3 separate regions of the Mus musculus genome follow, and all the other regions are linked to region 3. Evidence: chromatin contacts called from public promoter capture Hi-C data. All regions are on one chromosome and are shown on one strand. The core of a region is the stretch at or near the end of the contact, and the rest is flanking DNA. Distances in the headings are between cores, read along the strand shown.

The links. Promoter capture Hi-C pulls out the DNA fragments that hold promoters and counts their contacts.
Region 1: a promoter capture Hi-C map of liver shows a contact between it and region 3, with 4 times the contacts expected there. The contact joins the enhancer-like site here to the promoter of Gpr33 in region 3. A contact is called at or near these places in 15 of 39 promoter capture datasets (the 3T3-L1 cell line, the C10 cell line, cranial neural crest and 8 more), 6 of 484 Hi-C or Micro-C datasets (the Ba/F3 cell line, bone marrow-derived macrophages, cerebellum and 2 more), 5 of 115 datasets of contacts at active chromatin or transcription factors (CD8 T cells, bone marrow-derived dendritic cells, embryonic basal ganglia and 2 more) and 2 of 9 other capture datasets (adipose tissue and macrophages).
Region 2: a promoter capture Hi-C map of liver shows a contact between it and region 3, with 2.5 times the contacts expected there. The contact joins the enhancer-like site here to the promoter of Gpr33 in region 3. A contact is called at or near these places in 18 of 39 promoter capture datasets (the 3T3-L1 cell line, 3T3-L1-derived adipocytes, the HPC-7 cell line and 10 more), 1 of 15 datasets of contacts at CTCF or cohesin (the NIH/3T3 cell line), 2 of 484 Hi-C or Micro-C datasets (embryonic fibroblasts and liver) and 3 of 9 other capture datasets (adipose tissue, macrophages and pancreatic islet).

The regions. Positions count from the first base shown.
Region 1 is chr12:52,473,050-52,477,092 of GRCm38.p6, reverse strand. Gm35135 (predicted gene, 35135) reads left to right here. Exons shown (of 3, transcript NR_136881.1): 3 at 621-1,354. Among named protein-coding and RNA genes, the nearest start is that of Gm35135, 5.5 kb to the left of the region's middle. Within about 2 kb of position 2,387, at least 34 of the 459 cell types and tissues checked have an H3K27ac peak or open chromatin away from gene starts, as enhancers often do. A contact at or near this core is called in hippocampal neurons and liver, where this site is marked.
Region 2 is chr12:52,316,842-52,321,340 of GRCm38.p6, reverse strand. No RefSeq gene overlaps it. Among named protein-coding and RNA genes, the nearest start is that of Gm40423, 42 kb to the left of the region's middle. Within about 2 kb of position 2,095, at least 8 of the 459 cell types and tissues checked have an H3K27ac peak or open chromatin away from gene starts, as enhancers often do. A contact at or near this core is called in liver, where this site is marked.
Region 3 is chr12:52,025,684-52,030,124 of GRCm38.p6, reverse strand. It overlaps Gpr33 (G protein-coupled receptor 33), which reads left to right and starts at 2,062. Exons shown (of 2, transcript NM_008159.2): 1 at 2,062-2,191.

The sequences.
Region 1 (4,043 bases), core at 1,138-3,637, 450 kb before region 3:
TCCCAAGATGACTCTATAGTGGTGATTCTAGCTCCTGCCAAGTTACCATTAGCTGTCAAGAAAATGAGGTGGTCCTCTCTACAGTCAGCAATATAAAACATTTAAAAGAGATCTGAAAAAGGATCAGTTAACTTGTGATTCTCTGTACTGTATTAAAGACAACTTACTTCACTTGGTACTTCCGGTGGCATGCTTAATGCTACATTCAACCTGTTGTTTTCAATGGGGATTTCCTTAACTTTATGAAAGCAGAGCTCGGTGGCTCAGGGTTGTGGGTCCTTTCTAAAACGTGTGTGCATGTTTGTGACTGTGCAGTCTCTTCTTTCCTGGTCCTCCTTTGCTTGAGGCAGGGCTTCCCGCTGTTCATCACTGTATGCACTAAGCTAGCTGGACTGCATGCGATAGGGATTCACCCATCTACCTCTGCCTCCTCTCTTGTCATAAGCACTCGAGGATTACAGGTATGAGCTACCACAACCCCCTTTATGTAGTTCTGGGGATCTGAACTCTGATCCTCACGCTTTCATGACAAACACTCGAGCCCCCGAACCATCTCCCTCCCCTGTTATGGTTTCCATGAAGAGATTCCAAGTCTTTTTTTTTTTTTTTTTTTTTTGCAGTAACACAAATTTTTTTAATATCATCACTCAGAAGACTGAAGCAAGAGGATTTCCCGGACAAGGATGAGGTACATGAAGTGCATGAGGCACACACAGGCAAAGGCTACAAATGAACAACAAAGTCCCCTTGGTTTTGCATCCTGATAGAGTGATCTGTGATGCTTTACAAACAACTTGGGCTTACAGAGCCTGCACCCCAAAGGGCCAGCCTCACAGAAGACAATTGCTGTTGCATGACTCACTGCCTAACAGACTGTGAACTGCCTAGGGGGATGGGAAAGCTCTGCGTAGAATTTACGAGAGGTGGTCGTAAGACAGAATTTGTGTTCGCATCTCTGCCTTGATGTGGCTGCAAGAAACATCACCATCTGGAGCTGGAACGCTTGGCCCAGAATGGACTTGTTAGCTGTGGACACTCATCTCTTGTGCCTAGGGGCCAAGGGGTTTGAGTCCCAGTAGAGATACTGAGGACTCCCAGAAACTCTCATGCAAATCCAAGCATCTTAAGGGCACAGCCAGCTGGAGGAACCTGTTCTCCTGAACGCCTTATGGGGCACTGCGATTTTGTATTACCTGCTCTCATACATATCTCATACCTTGGCACAGTGACAATGACCAAGATCTCTTACTTTCAGTTTATTTGAATCTTAAGGCAAAAACAGTCAAAGAAGTTTCTGGGAAACCCTGGGAAGGCTAAAAAGATTTTTAATAAACCATGTGATGTCTAAAATTCCTAAAAATACAAGTGTGTTTTCAAAATTATCCCCACTAATAATCACATTCTTACTGTCTACAAGTCCATCCTATATTTCATAAAACATTTTATTATTTCCTTATTGGATAATGGTTACTCCTGAACCTGTGGTCCGATTAGAAGGTTTGGCAGATGGCACTTTCAATTTAAATGGATTTTTATGCCATTAAAAAGAATGTTTGCTCTGCCTAAGAAAAGCATTGACTCTAAAAGTCATAGGCTCCAGGCCATTTCCTGTGGGATTTTCTTCCACCATCCTTCCAATTAGTCAGTCAAAGTGATGTTTCTCTAAACACACTCATTTATCTCTCTCTGGAGGGTTGCCTTCTATCCCAACCAAGTAAGAAGATCTTGGAAAATAAAGAAAGCTCTCTATATGCCCACTCCCCCATCCAATATTTATGATTAATCACAGTGCCTCACTGAGTGACAAGAGGAAAAAAAGCCACTGTTTCCTTGTTCATCTCCCATAGAAAACCATTTGTTGCAGCTTGAGTCAGAGCCAACTTCTATTGTTTTGGCAATAATTAGTCAAATTATACCAATCACTAGTAAAAATAACAGAAATTGTATAATTGTAATTTAGACCGATGACCTTGGACTTATGAAAATAGAATGTTGGGGTACTGCCTTGCATAATATATCATTACAATTCTATACTGCTAAACTCAAAGGTTTTATATTAGTTTATTAATTTACAGTACCTTTGACATAAACTTTAAAAGTAACAAAACTATGTTAAGTTCCACAAAATGCTCAAGAAGCACTTTATTTTAGACAAGTCAGTCCATTATTCAAATAAAACAAGACCATCATGCAAACAACAACCTTAGATATTTCACAAATATAGATCGATTTGGCAGAAAACATCTTGATTGCACTGTTTCTGAGAACTGGCTCTGGTTCAAATTATTGACCGATGAAAGCAAAGCGACATCGTTTCTAGTCAGAGAGATGTTGAAACTGTTCTACACACACTGTCAGTGGCGTTCACTGTGAGTAACAGAATGAGCCCGTGTGCATACAAAAACAAACCTCAGGCTGGATGCTTCACAGCAACCAAACGATGGATAAAAGACTCTTCCAGCACAGTAGGCAAATTTCTCCTTTAATAGACAGCCAGGAAAAAGCAATATTTCAGTGTTTGCTTTCCTTCCTCTGAGCGAGAAGGTTTCACTGGGACTTATTTTACTTCCTTTTTTCTCTGTCCTATTTTCTTGGCCCTCACAGTCAGCTCCAGTAGCAACTCGACAATACCACTTTGCACTTGCCCAAAGCGCCTTTTCTCTAAAACTCTCAGCTGTGGTCTATGCGAGGAGAGTATAAAGCAGGAGAAACAACACAAACATCCAAGTTCATCCTCTCATACAAATGTTTGAGAGACCTAGAATCATATTAACTCAGGGCAGGGACCGGAGGAGCTCCCGCCCCCTCCCCCTTCCACGCCTCCCCGCTCCGTCTAGATAAAAACCCAAACAAATGAGCAAACAAAGTCTCAGAAAAAAAAAAAAAAATGTTTAGTAGCCATGAGGCCTCGGGTAAGACTAGCCATTATCTTGAGCTCTGTCCCACATATAAAACAGGGCGTGCCTTCATGAGGATGTGAGGAGTAACCAGCTGGAGTCTCCTAAAGCAAAACTGGGGGAGGGGGTGTCCAGACTTTTAAAGTTCTGAAAATAAGTCTGAAGAGGGTACCTAAAAACTATTCATGTTTCTGGAATAGGGAATGCTTTAACTTTTATCATCTTTTTTTTTTTAATTAAAAAATGAAAGGGCTCACTTGTTTAGGGAAGACATATCTCAAAATTAAAATGTCTTAGAAAATAAAACTTAAAAGATGGCCGATGCTCTCTCTAGCGCCAGAAATTTTTGTTAATGAAAGAACGTTTTTTAAAAATGTCAATGCACTGTTGTAGGGTAAAGACTGTTATGAGACACAGCAGTCGAAACTTCTAGGAACCTAGTACCTGCATTCCTCCTTTCCCTTGACCTTTGTCACTGATAATGGCTTTTAAACATAGAGCAGTTTCCCCTTCATATTCTGCTAAAGATGCAAATTTTTTTTTCAGGGTTTATCAGCTAATTAGAACAGTTGGTTTGTGTGGGCTGGAAATTTCTCATTTCTCAGCCCAGATTTTGAATCTACTGAACTTGAAATAAAATACATATAACTGTCTACTCCTACAGCAAAAGAAACATAGAAAAGAGAAAGGCAAATATGCTGAAGTGTGTGTGTGTGTGTGTGTGTATGTGTGTGTGTGTGTTCCTATGAGGGTCAGAAGAGTTTGTTAGATACCCTAGAACTAGAGATACAGGTAGTTATGAGTTGCCCAATATAGGTGTTTGTAAGCTTAGGTCCTCTGGAAGAACAGCAAGTGCTCTTAACCACACAGCCATCTTTCCAGCTTCACAAGCTTTTATTATAAACATCTATTTCTTCTAGATTTAAGAAAATATGAATTTTGAAAAAATTGCCAATCAGTGTATATATAAATTACTATATTATCTTCTTTAAGTACACACAACAAATCAAATACAACACATATAATAAGATAGCATATCATGACAAAGATTTATCCTAGGAATACTAGACTGGCTGAATACTGAAAAATCTATCGATAGATATGCTCATCTCAATATTTATGCACAATGCTTTCAGTAACCAATAA
Region 2 (4,499 bases), core at 846-3,345, 290 kb before region 3:
AATCACCAAAGGCAAAAGGTCTTAGTAACATGAAACAAAGACCAAGTGGAGAATTTCAGATACCTATGAATGGTTAGAAGCCGTAAGCACCAGCAAACACTTCCATAAGCCTTCCTTTTAGCCTTTCAATTACAAGAGTATTCTTTTGTTCTAAAATTCTTTTTTTCACTTGGGTGTGGTAGCCAATGGCTGTAATGCCAGCACCTGGGAGGCTGATATGAGATCATCAGAAGTTTGAGGCCAGTGAGAGCAACACAGCCAAGACCCTGCAGTAAGCAAACAAACACACCAAACAAAACAAAATACTTTTTTTTTTATTAACCAACTTACCTGCTGTCACCAGTTTGATCTTCAGTGAGGAAATGGTGCTTCTCAATGAGTAAGTTTACATTAGTTATTTTTCCTGATGCTGAGACAAAGTACTTGCAAAAGCAACACAAGGAAGGATTTATTCTGACCAACGGTTCAAGGGGACAGTCCATCCAGTGAGGAAGTAACGGCGGCAGGTACACGAGACAGCTTGTCGAAGTGCATCTGGATGCAGAGGCAGATGAAGGCTGTGCTCAGCGCACTCTCCCTTCTGTTCACCAGAGGACTCTAGCCCATGGAATGGTACCATCCATATTTTGGGTGTGTTTTCCCACCTCAATTAGCCTAGTTTAGATAATCTACAATAGGTATGTCCAAAGATTTGTGTGCATGATACTTTTAAATCCTATAAAGTTATAATCATGACTAACAACATCACAGAGCTAGAAATGAGACCGACACATCACTAACATGCAGACTAGACTGCCTCAGCCATTCCATGTGTGATCCCCTTTCACCGAATAGATTTGTATGTGACCCTGGGTATACAGGCTAAAATAAAAAGTACTCAGACATTTACTGAGAACACATAATAAACAAGTTTTTAAAACAATTCTTTGCTATACATATAATTTTACCATTTAAAGATTTTTAAGGTAAATTTACATATGAATGAGGTGGTGGCTGTATTCATCTATTTTTATAAGAATTATTGGCTGAATATCTGATACTTTGGGACATAGGGCATTGTCTTAGTCACTGCTCTACTGGTGTGAAGATATATCATGACCAAAGCATCTTACAAAAGAAAGCACTTCATCAAGGGCTTGCTTACAGTTGTGGAAGGTTAGTTCATGGCCATCAGGGTGGGAGCATTACAGCAGGCAGGCATGGTGCTGAAGCAATGCTGAGAGCTTACATCTTGAGGCAGCAATAATGAGATAGAGAGGCAGAGATAATGGCAAAGGTTTTGGAAACCTCAAGTTTACCCTAAGTGACACACCTCCTCCAAAAAGGCCACATGTAACCCTTCCCAGAGGGTTTCACCAACTGAGAAACAAGCGTTCAAAAATGACTGTAAGAGTCTCTCATTCAAACCACCATACGCATCTTCAACATTTTTCAGAGTTGATTAATATCTGATTTATAATTGTCAGGGCTAAGGACGACACAGGACACAAGTATGTGGTACAAATTGCATGTGTGTGTTGCGATCCCTTTCAGAAACCACTGGAAATTCTGTCTTAATCTCAAGCCAAAATTCATTCAACTTTTTAAAAATGAAACTTGTCAGCAACTCAAATAGAAATTAAAAAAAATCATTCTAATACGATGTAATCCAAAGAAATAATAACTTGATTCATGCTGAGGAATGATAATGAAGTCTTTGCTCTTTATAAATATTAATGTTTAAGACCAGAAACCTTTGTATGTATAGTAAAATCACTTTAATTTCAGCATATAGCAGTCCAGAATCTGGGCATGATGTTTTGTGCAGCGTATTCTGGCTCTGTGTGGGCAGTGGCATATGCAATGCAAAGTGCACACACCATTCAGAACCAAGACTGCAGTGCAGCACAGGCAAACACGGCTCGAGATGCTCAGGGGTTCGCTACCTACTTGATTTTGAATTAATTTCTGGTCATTGTATGTTCAGGAATCTGTTACCAATTGCCAATGTTTCGCAATACTCACAGTTAGTTATGTGGCCCCATGTGGGGTCATGACCCACGGTTTTTAAGGAGCTGGGTATCTGAGTTCAACAAAGCTTTCAAGCTCTTCTAGGAAACTGAAACTGGTGACTGGGCTTAAATGTTGTTTAAATTAGGAAAATGTTTGAAGTTCTGTGGTCACTATATGCTAAGGAAAAAAATTCTAAGGCAGAGTCTCACTCTGAAGCCTACTGGCCTGGAATGTGCTAGGTAGCCCAGACTAGACTCAAACTTGTGGCAATCTCCTACCTCACCTTTCAAAATACTGAGATTATAGACATAAACCATGAAGCCTTGGTACTGTCTGGAAACTTTAGTCCAAATAATTAAAAAAGCAATAAATGTGAAAATAAGTTGTTGCTCCACATCACACACACTCAAAATAAAATAAATTTCCAGAGACTCTTCTATTTCTACATTGCTGAGGATATTTTTTATATTGTAAATGAAGATTCTTCATCATATGTTTTGGTGATATCTACTGAGATAAACATGGTCTTTTATTTAATTTAATTTGCTGTTTGCATGGATTGGCTTTCAACTATTGGCTAACCTTCTATTCCCATTTAAAAAAAAATGAAAGAAACTCTCGTTTATTGTCTTGGTTTCTTTTCCTGTTGCTGTGATGATAGAGTAACTTGGGGACAAAGGGGTTATTTGGCTCCCGTTCAGGGGAACCAGTCATCGTGCTGAAAGAGTCAAGGTTCAGAAGTGTGAAAAGCCGGTCACAGTGCACCACAGTCGAGGCACAGAGAGCCATAAATGCGTGCTGCTATTCGTGCGGCTTCGCTTTCCTCCTCCATAGGCCAGGAGCCCAGACTGAGAATGGCATACCCACAGGGGGCTGCCTTCCCACTTCAATTAAATGAATGAAGATACTCTCTCACAGGCAGGCCTAGAGGCCGATCTCCCAACTAGATCCTAGTTGAAAATTAATATTAACCATTACTGTCATATGCCTCTATTTGGAGAAGAGATTCCCCTCTGGAATCAACTAAAGATTTTTGCTAAGGTTTATTACAGTTGTTATACTTACTCATCACATTATCATTATTAATTTTTTTATAATGCGTGTACTGGAGGAGAGATTCCACAGTGTAGAGGTGAAAGGTAACTCTGTGGTGTCCGTCCTTTATTTGGGGTCCAGGGATTGAACCCTGGTTGTTAGGCTAGTGAGGCAAGGACTTTACCAGCTGAGCCATCTTTCTGGCCCTGTCCTGTCTACAGAATTTGTGTGTATTAATGAGAAGTATTTGGCTGAATCTGTCTGTGACAGGCTTGAGTGTCAGGTCAATGACAGCTTCATAAACGAGCTAGGATCTGCTCTCTTATCTGCTGTCTGAATCGTTTGTCTAGAACTAGCCCTGTTTTTTCCTTTACTGTTGGGAAGGCTTGCCAGTGAAGGCATCTAGGCCTGAAGTTTGAAGTTGTACTTCTGTAGCTTACACTGGTCAGGTTATTTATTTCTGGAAAGTGCTTTGATCACTTCTTTCACGGTATGGATAGTTCACCAAGTTGCTAGATTTACGGGTGTAAAATTGCTAACAGTTCCTAATGTGTTTTTAATTAACTGTAGGACTTTGGCACCGCCTCACTCGTTCCTGATTGGATGATTTTTGTCCTCTCTTTTCTGATTGGGTGATTTTTGTCCTCTCTCTTCTTAATAAATCTGACTACAGCTTATTGATTTTGTTCATATTTTCAAAATGCCAGCATTTGATCTCAGTATTTCCCCTATAGCTTCTCCTCTCCATTTCACCCCCTCCCCCCCGCCCCGCTTTGGGCTTAATTTGCACTGTCTCTAGGTCACTAAGATAGAAGCTCACTTCCTTGATACATCTGTCTTCCTTTCAAATATAAAGAGTATCATAAATTTCCCTCTGCACCTCACGAAGGTGGATCATGTCTAGTCAGTTCAGCATGCTTTATGAATACGTCTTTCTTCCTTTTGACTCCTGGGGAATTTGGAATTGAGAACAGAATTGTGCTATAGGAGGTTATTCTCCACCGTGATAAGTGTTCGGCTTGTGTAAGAACATAACGCGCATTTTGCTGTTTGGGACCAGAGTGGCCCGTAAGTGCTGAGTTAGTGACTCAGCTCTTTAATGCTCACTGGTGACTTGTTCTTCTCCATTGATGATGGTAAGATGAGAACTGAAATCCTCAACTAGGCAGTTGTGAATCTATTTATCATTAGCTTACCAGACCATGTTTTCTGCATTTGAAGACTGTTTAGAATCATACTATCTTCTCTGCTATAGCACCTTTATTATTACAGAGTGCCTTTCTCCATCCCTAGAAACACTCTTCGCCCCGAAATCTAGGGTATCTAACTATACTACAGTCACTTCATTTGTCTTTTGATGTCTATGCAGTTTAACTTGTTCACTCTTTTCTTTTAAACTATTTACATTTTTACATTTAGCTCAAGCCAGTTTACATGCTTGTATGGAGTAGAAAGGGCTCATGACCCTCCCT
Region 3 (4,441 bases), core at 813-3,312:
ATATGACTGTTCATTTGTCTTTCACTTTTAATTAAGTCAGGTGATTTCAAGTCAAGAAACTGATCTGTGTCCTTGGCTCCAACCACAGTATGAACCATATAGAAATGAAAAGCCAAGGGCTCTCAGCCAAGGGCCCTGGCTGCCCTGCAGAGGACACTGGTCCAATTCCCAGCACCCACATAGTAGCTCACCACCATCTACAACACTGGTTCCAGGGACTCTCACACCCTCTTCTGTCCTCTTAGGTCACCAGGCACACATGTGGTGCACAGGCATACACGACAGCAAAACGTCCACGCATATAAAAAATATAATTTTTAAAAGATTAAGAAATGAAGAAACGGACGATGTTGCTGAGGAGCCTGAATACCTATTGTGTCTAAGGCCTGGAACATCTCTCTCCAACATCCCTCAACTACTCAGTTCAGGTAGCATCTTCAACAACTGTAAACATTTCGGGCAACTACTTTGAATTATTTATCTTGTTTGTCTCAGTTTGCACACTGTCTGGCAGGCTAGAGTATTCATAAATATTTCTTGAATTATGGCATTCGGATACATTTGCTCCAGCCCAGTGGACTTGTAAGTGTGCATTCTGTTGCAACTTACATAATGCCAGTACCAACTCAACTGTTATTCATTCAATACTTGCCCTGTGCCTGCCATTGTACTGAGCCTTTTAGACGTATTTCACTTTATCCCCACAAGGGTAATCAAAAAACAACAACAAAAACAACTCATTCCTGTTCTTTTTTTTTATGTTAACATATGAAGAGGCTGAGACTCTGATAATGTGCAGAGAGATACAGATAGCCCTATAATAGAGATAGAGGCACCATTGGGATTTCTACACGGGGTGTGGCAGCTCCCTCTGCCCTGTATTATACAGTCACTATCATTCCCACAAGCTGTGCATTGGAATTTTTAGTGCACATTATTTTCACCCCAGCTTCTTTATTAACTGTTAACAGAATCTAGGATGGGCTCTCAGAGAGTTTCAAGGGTCTCAACTCCTTCATCTGTGGAAAGGGAGTTTAATGAAAAACCTATCATGATTTGCTTAACCCCTCTGGGACTTAGTCTACTAATGTTCAGAACAAGCAGGTTTGGACCCGGTAATTCCCCGTTACATATGGATCTATACATGAACCCAAAAGCCTCCAGAGGAAGTCCTTTCTAAAATGTAGTAATAAGTTTGAACGTCATCCTTAGCCTACCAAGAAGATCTGTAGCTCAGTTGAAGGTCACAGACAGGAATGAATTAAGATCTAAGATTTAAGCCAATTTCAAATAAGTCTGTAGTCTAGCTGTGAAAGCATTAAGTTCTGAGTAGACAGAATAGACGGTGGCTCTTACTCCCAAGCTTTCACCACTGAAGATACACTGTTTCTGATGCATTTTCTACTCTGGCAGTGATGAGAGGAAGAAGAAAGGACCATGAGGCTGGCACTGAGGTGGATCTGAAATGGGGGAGGGGGACTAGAGAGAGGAGTGAACCAGCAATGAATGGTTCACAGAGTCCGTCGTGCTGTAAGATAATGACTCGGCTCTGTCCCCCAACAACTGTCCAGATGCAACCATTCTGTCTACCACTCTTCCTCTTTCCAGACTGAACGACGACAGTCTTTGACCTGTCACCTTCATTCTGCTTAGTGTGAGAACCAGAGTTTAAGTTTTTCTCTTTAACAATTTTCTTTCCAGCGAGATCAGATAGTTAAGTTCCAGATTCTATAACACCCAGGGCTCGTGCCTACCGTCTTGCTGTGTATCTACCGTTGATGGCCCATAAGCCAATGAAATCTCCAAAATCAAACCTGCCTGGTGGGATGAACAGACCTGAGGATGGAATTGAAACCAGTGTCTTAACACCTGACATTATCCTATTAACCTTAACTGAAATGATTGTTCACAGAATTTTTTGACTCTCATTTTGAAATCGAGAAATGGTTTGGAGAAGTACTTCTGTCTTGGACTCCACCTCCACAGCAGTATGTTCTACAGAAAAGAAACCGGAGGAGTTGAAAGACTCTGTGAACTTGTCAAAGGCAAGACTAAAGAGCAGCATCCACCAGAAAGGGATGAGAGGAACAAAATAAAGGCAGAATCTCCAGTTGCTGCCCCTTCCCCCAGAGAGAAGACTGTTGGACACTGTGGCATCTCAGACTACTTGGCATGAAGACACAGCTCTGAGGTAAGACCCCTGGGCCCAGCAGGATTCTCAGCTTCCTAAAGATCAGCTAGTCTGAGGCTCCTGAGGCTTTCCTCCAGACGCAGCTCAGTGTCTCTGGAAGCTCTGGAGGCTCTAGAAGCTGCTCCAGCCAAAGCTACCAATGCATCAAGAGAAGAAGATCTGAGAGTGTAGCTAGAGAAGATAGACTCTCAGAGGTTCCGTACAAGTGCTTCCGGAAAGAGAGAAATAGAGTCTGTAGCTTTAAAAGGGTTAAATGAGGATTTGATTGGTTTTACTCTAACAAGTTGAGCAAAATGGCACGTTTAAATAACAAATATTAGGCCTGTGGTGGTGGCATGCACCTTTAATCCCAGTACCTGAAAGGCAGAAGCAAGCAGACCTCTGAGTTTGAGGCCAGACTACAAAGTAAATTCCAGGACAGCCAGGGCTACAGAGAGAAATGTTATCTCAAAAAAACTAAAAAACAAAACAAAACAAATAAACAAACAAACAAAAAAACCTAAAAACTGTCATCAGCCATTTTAGGCACTAAGTTCACTGCCCCATTCAGTCTTCATAAAAACTCTAAGGGGTTAAAGAGGTCACAGAGCTAGTAGAGTAGACTCAAAATTATACTCCAGTGCTTCAAGCCATCTTAAAAGGTGTTCAAGAATGAAGAACTTCTCTTAACTTCTGCATCACACAGTGGGTCTTTATCCACACATATTCATCACATACACACAATACTAATACACGTTGTTGTTTTTTTTAAGTTTTTCAAGACAAGGTTTTTCTGTGTATTCATGGCTATTCTGGAACTCACTCTGTTCCAGTCTGGCCTCAAAACTCAGAGATCTACCTGTCTCTGTCTCCCAAGTGCTGGGGTTAAAGGCATGTGCCACCATGCCTGGTAGTAGTATACCTTTCATGCTAAAAATCATGACGAATTTTCATAGTATATTCAATACATTAATGCTTCCAAGAACCTTATGTAAAATGCAAAGCCACCAATTCTAATTACAGAACAAAGTTTTTATTCTGTTTAAGTTTATATTAACTTCAGACACTAGAGTTCAGCCTCACAAGTCAACAAATAAAGCATCCAGAAACTCAGCTTTCTATATGCATATACACTGAGAGATATCAAACACACACAACACAGACACACCAACACCACACATGTACCACTTGCACATATGGACACACAAGAACAGATATACACTTAAGCAATGCATAATATACATACACACACATACACACACACTTCACAAATACACTACAGATGACATACACAGACTTACATGGGCACACACAGAACTTTAGATATATAATCTATGGATAAAAATACACCCCACAGTGAAATGCTTACTATATATGCACCTGCATACACACAAATGCACCACAGATGCACAGACTACAGGTATTATACACACACTGAGAGAGAGAGAGACAGAGAGAGAGACAGAGAGAGAGACTGAGAGAGAGACTGAGAGAGACAGAGACAGAGAAACAGAGAGAGACAGAGGGAGAGAGGGAGAGACTGAGAGAGAGACAGACACAGAGAGAGAGAGACAGAGAGAGAGAGAGAGAGAGAGAGAGAGAGAGAGAGAGAGAGAGAGAGACTGAGAAAGTCTCCAGGGATTCGTTTCTCCTATCCACTCAAGCCCCAGTATCTACACACTTCCTGCCAACCTGTTCTTTACATTTCAGTTGCCACCAGTCTTTTCTCCCCATCTCCCCTCAAGTAGGGAACCCAAGCTCTTTTCCTTTGTTGCCCAGTGGAGTCACCAACCCATGCTAATTGTAGGTTAACAGGACAGAGTATTCTACACACACAGGCACAGCAAGTGGGCTGTAAATAAGTGTTAGAAAAGCCCTTGCTGACATCCTCAGAGCTCTCTGCCTCCACCCTTTCTTCTCTACTGGACATCTGCAAGGCTCCTGGCTTTTCCTGTGTCTATCACCCTCCCTCTTCCTACCTCTTAAGGTCCCAGGACCTTCGCACAACCTCTTCATGAGTGCTGCTTTTACACTCACCGTTGCTTATACATAGCATCACTGTTCATTCTTCCTAATACAGACCACTAAAGTATTTTTCTACAAAAGAGAATCATTTTCTGCTTTGCAGAACCTTACAAGTTTTATTTGTGCTTTGTGTTTTGGTTTTGCTTTGGTTTTGGTTTTGGGGGCCTTAGGGGGATTGTGGATATTTTATTTGTTTGTTTGGGGTTAGTTGGTTGGTTGTTTTGTTTTGTTGGTTTTTGGAATCTC